Regions from separate parts of the Gossypium hirsutum genome. Here region 1 is linked to region 2. The links are chromatin contacts, called in public Hi-C maps. All regions are on one chromosome and are shown on one strand. Each heading gives the region's core, a stretch centred on a gene start, on an enhancer-like site or on the middle of the called end of the contact. The rest is flanking DNA. Distances are from core to core; before and after follow the strand shown.

Region 1 (4,178 bases), core at 1,008-3,507, 69 kb after region 2:
CATCTAACCCCCACTCCCATTTTGCATTCATTCTTCTTCTCTTTTCTCTAAATTGGGAAAAAAAAACCTAATTATGAATCTGCTTTTCTCAAAGTAGTTTTTAAAAACTCAAAGCATTTTCAGTTTCATCTTAAAAAAACATGGCTGTCACTTCTTCTTCAATTTATTGACTTCTCGGCTTTGCAACTCCAAGAAGAAGCCATGCTCTGATCGTTCTGCCAACACTCTCGAACTGGGCCATTTTGTACCTACCACCAACACTGTCGCTGCATCTTTGGGTTTTTAATTTTGGTGCTACTATATATATATATATTGAGAATTTGGTTAGATTTGTTGAGAATTAAAATAACAATTTTTTTGGGGTGTAATTTATATGGAGGATGGTATGATTTTTACTTATAAATCTTAATGCACAGAGAAGCTTGTTAAGTTCTCTATAGTGGAATTGTGGGATTTGTTGCATTGGTCTTTAGCTTTAGAGGAATGGTAAAGAAAATGGTTTTAATAGTCACCAAGTAATCCAAAGTTGTCAAATTCATGCTAGAGCTAGGCTTATCCACGTATGAGAACTAAATTGAAAGAAATTGTAAATGTCAATGATTAAATTTGTTAAATTATTTAAATTTAGAGTTGATTTAATAAAATATACAAGTGTTGATAACTGAAGTAAACCATTTTCACTAACAATTTAACGGGATGACCAAAACAAAAATAAATAATAATATTAGTGATGAAATTGAATTTTTTTATAATTTAGTGACCAAAATAATAAAATAGGTGGGGGCAACCATTTTACTCTTACAACTACAAGACTTTCAATGATTTGTTGGGTTTGAAAATTATAGGACCTAACGAACAACATTAACTTAATAAATTCTGCCTAAACCAAAAATAAATAAATTGATAATAAATAAAATATATTATAAAATTATTTATATAAAACATCAATTAGTTTTCGACTTTTAATATGATGCAATGACGTATAGTAACTATAATCAAACCAATAATTCGTGATATTATATATGATTAACGAGTATGATTTAATATCTGTAAACATTTTTCTTATATTATATATTTTTTAAACTATTGAAAAAATGAAAATGATACATCAAATTATAGCAATATCAATACACATCGATACCAATAGCAAAACAGGACGTTTGTTGATATGGTATTAATTACCTTAATTAAAATGTGCTAAAATCTTGATATCAATATATACCCACACCACACACGCACTCACTATATCCAATTGGAGCTTCCCAAATAAAGGATTTATCATTTCTTCCCCGATGATTAGAAATCGGGTGAGTTTTATAATTAAACCAAATCAATTAAGGGTTTATTTATTTAAACAAAATAAAGTAAATTATATTCAATTCTCTTAATATTTTAATTACCCCAATTTGGGGAAAAAAATATTATAAACAATCATTTTCTTAACTTTCCACTGTTTAACCAAATAAAGATAGTGAAAAATCTTTCACATTCATTTCTTTTATTAATTTTAACTATTCAAACAGAATGCCAACAACCTAATGCCAAGAGTATTATGCTGTTAGATTAAATCTTAAACAATTCCATTCCCCATCCCCAATTATATATTTTAAAAAAAAACTATTCAAACAAAATAAACATATATCACTTCTTCTTTTTAACCTTCTCTTATTTTCCTTTACCATTATTTACCCAAAAACAGTCTAAATATATATAAGCAGCTACTTATCAGTTATCACTTAATATTAAAAAAAATATTTATTTTTGTTCTTTTAGCATTATCCTTTGAACACTTTAATTTTAAAATTTTAAAAATTATTATTTATCAAAAAATCTAATTATATTCTACACCAAACAAATTTTAGTACTTATTTAATTTATGGTATTCAATGAAACCAAGCCCTAATTAAAGTTGGGCTTTGCCAAATGGGCAAATACCCAAAATATGCAAAAGGTTCACATAACCCAATTTCCTAAGACACCGAATTAGACTCGGGCCAAAATGGGGCTCCATGCCAAGTCTTAAACAAAATAGAAGTGGAGAAAAGGAAATATATTCCTAGTGGTAAGAATAGCTGATGAACATCTCCAAGCTAGTATCATTCAAGAATAACTTATGATGTTAAACTAATTATAAGATTACCCTAAACCCTTGAATCTAGTCACATAATGGTGCTAAGGTTCATTTGATTGGTGTACTTGCTTGAACCAATCATCTTCTGTTGAACAAGCAGCCTATTAGGCCTCCCTTAACGTTTGGGTTTAGGGTACAGGTCCGATTCTATTGTGCAGAGCCCCATTCCTTTGTAAGCTGCTTGTCCACAGCAATCTAAATTCCATGTAACAAAATTTACCCCAAACATCATGTTCCTGTGACCTTTCGCTCCAAAAGGAAAGATTTTTACTTCAAATCTCATGAGCTAGTCGGGCATGTGATTTCCACCGTGGATAAACTATGGTTATTGTTATATCCCTCCATATCTAGATATGCAAAAACTTCAATTTTAAATTTTTTTTTTGTTATAGTAGAAAAATTAAAATTTTAAAATTTAGTCAGATTGTGATTTTTATAGTAATAATTTTTTCTCGAAAATTACACATGCTTTGTGTGAGACAATTCCTTGACGTTTCCGACTTTCAACCGAACATCCTTCTTCGTGATTCTCATACCACGAATCGTTTTGAATGTGAGCTTGAACAATCACGAATCAAACACAAAATTAAAAAAAAATTATTACTTTCAGTAGTAAAGTAAATCTCTCTCTCTCTATAGAAATCGATAGAATTGTTATTCCAAAAAAAATTATTTTTAGAAAATAAATTCTCACTCTTTTCGAGCAAAATAATAATATCTAAAAGTTGTATATAACTTGTGTGTGTTTTGTTTTTTAGCCCTACTAATGTCATTTATTTATAGGGAGAGACAGAAAAATGTTGGTTGAATAGTATAATACAAATAATACTTATATAATAGAAAAATTAGTATCATAGTTCAACTAGTAGAGGGGGGCGATACACCCTAGCTAAATATATACTAGGTTTGCCACGCCTCATATGTATTATGAGAGATTTTGGATCTCTCCTTATTGGGTCCAATTATATGTGATTCCTAAACTTTTAACCCAACATTTTATAAATTAATTCAACTTCATACATGTTTTTCTATTTCTCAAATAAATATTATTTATTAATTTAATTTAATTAATAATCCAATTAAATAATTTTCTCAACTCATTTCTAATTCTGTTAAAACTATGATAACTTTACCGTAAAAGAATTTATAAGAAAATATATTTAATTCTCATATTCAATGGATTCACAATAACCAATTAATTTAATTCTATTCTTGAAGTTCAATTATTTAATTAAATAATAATTCGAAAAACTTAAATTAATTCTCGGGCTATTTCCAAACTTTGTAAGAAACCACGTCCATTTTCAAATGTAACTCATTTCTCCAATGTTATCATTTCTATCTAATTTTACACATTTAATTCTATATACAATTTATTTTTTATTTTAACAAATTAACGAAAAAATCGTATAAACATAAATAATTAAAATTCAAATAATTTATGTACAAGCTCAATTTTGCCCGGGCCCATACCAGCAAAACAGATACACCAGGTCCAACTAACCCAATTACAACCCAAAATAATAACCAGCCCAATAACTTGGCCCAAACCCGAAACCCATCACAGCCCAAATACCCAAAAACACAAATCAGAAAAAATTTACCCTAACCCTAGGTGCGCCGCACCTAGGGCCTTCGTCCCTCTGCCTCTTCTGACCAGCGCCGTCTGCAGGCTGCCACCGCCACTGTCCCATCGTCCTGCTCGCGCCGCCTGCCATCTGCAAAAGAGAGAAACGAACAAGACAGAAGCAATGACAAGAAGGCTTTAAAAAGCCAAAACAAATGTAAAAAAAGGGGGGGACTTTTGTTTTTTTGAAATCGGTATACAAACAGATTGAAACCTTTGTAACGGGGGGGTTTTGATTTTCTTTTCCTTTCCTCTTTGTAACATTTTTCAGAAATAAGAAACACAAAAAAAATCAAAGGTGATTTCTGGCTCTTTTTGTTTTCGTTTTTACATATCCTTACCCCTTTTATTTTTTATTTTTTATTTTTATTTTTATTTTTTTGTTCATTTATTTATATACGTATAATATATATAACAAAA
Region 2 (4,469 bases), core at 674-3,173:
TTACTTCTTGCAACAGCCCCTGTGCCTTCATTAGATTTCCAAGATTACTATGAGCATCAACCTGCAAGGCAATTAAAACAATGTAGGTCAGATGTCTTGCACATAGGTCAGAAACTCTTATTGAAATCTTAAATTCGGAGTCACAGTTGCTAAGCAAACAAAGAAACAAAAAACAATAGAAATTGTAATGTTGAACATCGTACTGAATTATAAGTTTAGAACATTTAACTGGATTATAATAAGACATAACCAGATTAAAATATACCAGAAGAGGATTTAGTTGCAGTGCTTGACGGCAACATTGTGCAGCCTCATTAAATCTTCCTTTTCGCATGTAAGCACTTGCTAGATTCGACCATGCATCAGCAAAGTTAGGTCGAAGCTGCAGCAATGCAAATTCAAGCAAAGATTAACAATCTAACAACAGATTTGGCAAGCAAAACAGAAAGACAAAAAGCTAACAAAACAAGGTTTTATAACCATATACAAACCTCAATTGCAATCATATAGTACCGGATGGCAACATCAATATCGCCTTTTTCCTACATGTTAGGGAAAAAATACACCTCCATCAGTTCTTCAACAACTTTCTCTTCTTTTCTTTTTTTTTTATTTTATTCAACTTCAAAAAATTGACATAAAGATTAACATGTACCTTCCAAGCATTTGCCATGTTTCCATAGCACTCTGCAAAACGAGGCTCGATTTGAAGGGCTTCTTCATTTTTGGCGATGCACATATCATAATTATGTAACTGCAAACATATTCAAAGGCATTAATATAAAATTACAAAACAATTTCCTTGTTAAAGGAAGACAAAAAAAAGGAAATATTTTACCTGATAATAAATAGCACCCAAAAGAAGCAGATTATCAGTACGAAGTGGGTTTTGATTGTAAACAGCACTGCTATGATCCAATGCTTGTTTGTAGTTTCCAGATTTGTACATCTGATGAGCTAGAGCCAAGTGCATATCTTCATCAACTGCATCAAAAGCAAATCATTGGTGACATCAGCGATTAAAATAAGATGTTACACAGATAAAATATTCTATGGATTTAGAATTTTACAGTAAAGCATATATAATAAATTCTTCAGACAGGCATAAAGTAATTAAATTATTCCAATTTTGAAAGCTAAAAACGAATAATAGTGATACACAAAAAAAACCCTAAAAGTCTAAAATTTATGTATCAACACGATTTTTCCAAAACAAAAAGACAGATCTAACTCAAAATTATAGCTTTAAAGAAATCAAATAAGAAATATTATAATCAAACTTCATGTTTTAAAAAATAAAAAGGAACTGCTATAATCTAATATTTTGCGCGTTTATTGTAATTTTTATGAAAGATAAATATTTAAGCTCCAAAATTAAGAAACAACAATAATTTAAACTATTGATATAAAAAAATGAAGATGTGAACCTTCATGTGAATCATGTCCATTATGAGGCACAATACTGAACGAAGAAGCCGGCTCCTGCTTCACCGCATAAACGGCGGATTTTCCAGCAGCTACCGCCTCAGCATCGGAGGTTTCATCAGCTCGATCGAAAATTCCAACGCCGTACGGAGCGGCCCTAGAGATCCCAACTCCGTTTTGCAACGACAACATTTTCGATCTCCCTCAATAAAGAAGAATCATCAAAAAGATGGGGGAAAAAGGTTTTGAAATCTATCAGATCAAAGGCCTAGAAATGAAACGCGACGGAGAAGAAGTGCACTCGATCAAACGCCACCGTTCAGTAATCGAGCTTTCTTCTTCTTTTCTCTGTTTCCTTTTTTTTTTTCTCAGCCAATTTCCGCTATTTTCTTAAGACCTGTCGTCGGATACTTTATATACTAAATAGAAGATAAATGTGAGTCGTTGATCTGAACGTGTACGGAGGAGATGAAGCCGTTTGGTGAGTACGGTGAAAACAAAAAAGAAGATTCTGTTCATTACTGACACGTATCTAGTTTGAATGTTTGATGACCTGTTTGGGTGATTAAACTGGTAAAGTTTTACGTTATTTGACCAATAAAAGAGAACATAAACTTTTACCCCTAACAATAAATATTAATTCTTGAAAATTCTTAACCCCAAAAAGTACGTTGAATCGCAAATAATATGAAAACAGAGGAAAATCATGGCAATTAGAAAGAAATATTATTTGCCCAATTTCTTGTTTCCTTTCTAAGTTGTTAGATTGTGGTTTCTATCTTGAACAATTTTGATGAACTTGAAGATTTTTTAGACAACCTGAAAAAGTTAGGACAAGACTACGCCCTGCCTTTGATTTGTCGAGGATAATGTTGATCCACTTACAATCTTTAATAGCAAGCTTGTAAGAAAAGATATTGTTGAGGATAATCCAAGTTTTGAAGTTACTACATCACATTTTGATTAGTTTCAGTATTCGATCAAATTGAGCGAAAATTTTTTAAGTTGACGAGTCTCATTTTATCATTTTAATTTAATTTAAAATTTTTTAGAATCGACTCTAGTGAAATGGAATTCGAGTAAAGTCGAACCGAGCGAAATATTCAAGTTAAATTAAAAAATTAAACATGTTAAATTCAAATCTTGTTACAGTATAACTAATTTCATATTAAAGTACATAAATCTGAAATCATATATATTTGAAAATTTTTTCAAAGTAAAATAATAAAAAAATACTTTAGTATGATAAACTTGAATCATTAATTAACTTATTTAGGTTTCCAAAATTATTATTCTAGAATTTTTTCTAACTTTCTTTATATATATTTTTTGAAATTTTTATAATTTTTTAAAAATATAAATTTTGGAATTTTTATAAATATTTTGAATTTTGAAAATTATTTTGATTTTTTTTTGTAATTTTTGTTAAGAGAGACCGATTTGCTCATTTTCAAACTTGACAAAGGTATTTACACAAATATGTTATTTGAATTATTCGAGTTATTCAAATTGTAAAATTCAACTCGATTTGAACTAGAAACTTGAATTACTTATTCAAGTTGATTCGAATAACTCAAATAACTCGATTTGATTAACTCAAAATTTGAATTTTTTTTATTTTTTTGAATTGAATCGAGTTTTGCTCACTCCTACTTTTGACAGAGACAAAAGACATGTCATTGTCATTCTAGATAATAATCGTGCCTCCTATGAAATTATTGTTTGGGCTTTTACATATGTGGAGGCATAGAGTCCACTTGGTGACATTATTTCTTGTTTCCTAAGTTCTCATTGGAGGGGACATCATGTTTCTTCTAAGAGATGTGTCCTCAAAGGAAGAGAGTCAAAAACTTGATACGTCCGAAACTAACTAAAAAATTGACTAAGGCAAATGCACCTATCAATTAATAGTATAACTACGGTGAGTATAGATATCGTTCCCACGAAGACTAAAAGTATTAGTAATTACCATCTTTCTATTATTTAGCCGAATAAATCGAGTGATTGATTAAAAACTAAAATTAACTAAATTAATTAACTAGTGAACACAGCAAAGAATAAATCAGGAAATAAATGATTAACAACCAAGAAGCAAATAATATATAGGAAAGAATTCACCTAGATTTCATCTGTTACTATCAATCTAAATTACGCAATTTCTTTACTTAGTAACTTGATCCGCAGAAATCTCTAATTTATGCTAATATCTCTTTCGAGAGTAAGAGCAACTGACTCTAGGTTGATTAAATGAAATTTCTTTCTAATTAAAACCATTATTATCACATTAACTGGTGCTATGGATTCCTCTATTAGATTTGGCTCTGATCCGATAGATTTATTTTATTCTATTTCTAGGATTGCATGCAACTCCACTTAATTACGCAATATCTACTCTTAAACAGGGTCTACTCCTCCTCTAATTTAAACACATCAAACATGGATCAATAATCTAGAAATATCAAACCAAGAATTAAGCACACATAATTGAGAATAAGAAACTAAGTATTTATTGTGTAAAATAAAAATCAAAAGACATAATTCATCATAGAGTTCATCTCCCTACATATTTAGAAAATTAGTTCATACTTGCAAAGAAAAACACCAAAATACAGTATAACCACAAGAAACAAAGAAACTCATGATGACTTCCTAAGAAATTAAATGTGAATCTTTAATCTTGACGGAAATATGCTTCAAAATCGGATTCAATGGTGTTTTTCGAGTTGTTTTCTTGAATATTCTATGACGACTCACCCCCATCTTCTTATTTTTGTCATATATACGTCTTAGAATGCCCGAAAAAACTAAAAATCGTGATTTTTTGCTGTTTAGAGTGCAAATCCACACAATCGACACGGCCTATCATATGGTCATGTAGTAGCCCGTGTCGATCACACGGCCGTGTGGAATGAGTCAGCCTATATGGCTCCTGTAGCTTGCTCTAATTTTTCAGTTTTCGCTCATTTTTTGCTCCTTTTGCTTTCAAATGCTCTATTAAGCATAAAAACATGAATTTAAAAGATTACAAGCATAGAATTCAAAAT

What was found. A called contact is a pair of places that touch in the nucleus more often than the background predicts.
Region 1: a Hi-C map of leaf shows a contact between it and region 2, with 1.8 times the contacts expected there. The contact joins the enhancer-like site here to the promoter of LOC107936910 in region 2. A contact is called at or near these places in 19 of 34 Hi-C or Micro-C datasets (anther, callus, fibers and 4 more).

What each region holds. Positions count from the first base shown.
Region 1 is chrD13:56,992,049-56,996,226 of Gossypium_hirsutum_v2.1, forward strand. No RefSeq gene overlaps it. Among protein-coding and RNA genes, the nearest start is that of LOC121225156, 5.6 kb to the right of the region's middle. Within about 2 kb of position 2,258, at least 3 of the 9 cell types and tissues checked have an H3K27ac peak or open chromatin away from gene starts, as enhancers often do. A contact at or near this core is called in hypocotyl and leaf, where this site is marked.
Region 2 is chrD13:56,923,059-56,927,527 of Gossypium_hirsutum_v2.1, forward strand. It overlaps LOC107936910 (probable UDP-N-acetylglucosamine--peptide N-acetylglucosaminyltransferase SEC), which reads right to left and starts at 1,924. Exons shown (of 27, transcript XM_016869701.2): 1 at 1,428-1,924; 2 at 839-984; 3 at 656-754; 4 at 492-542; 5 at 266-382; 6 at 5-61. The coding sequence starts at 1,617.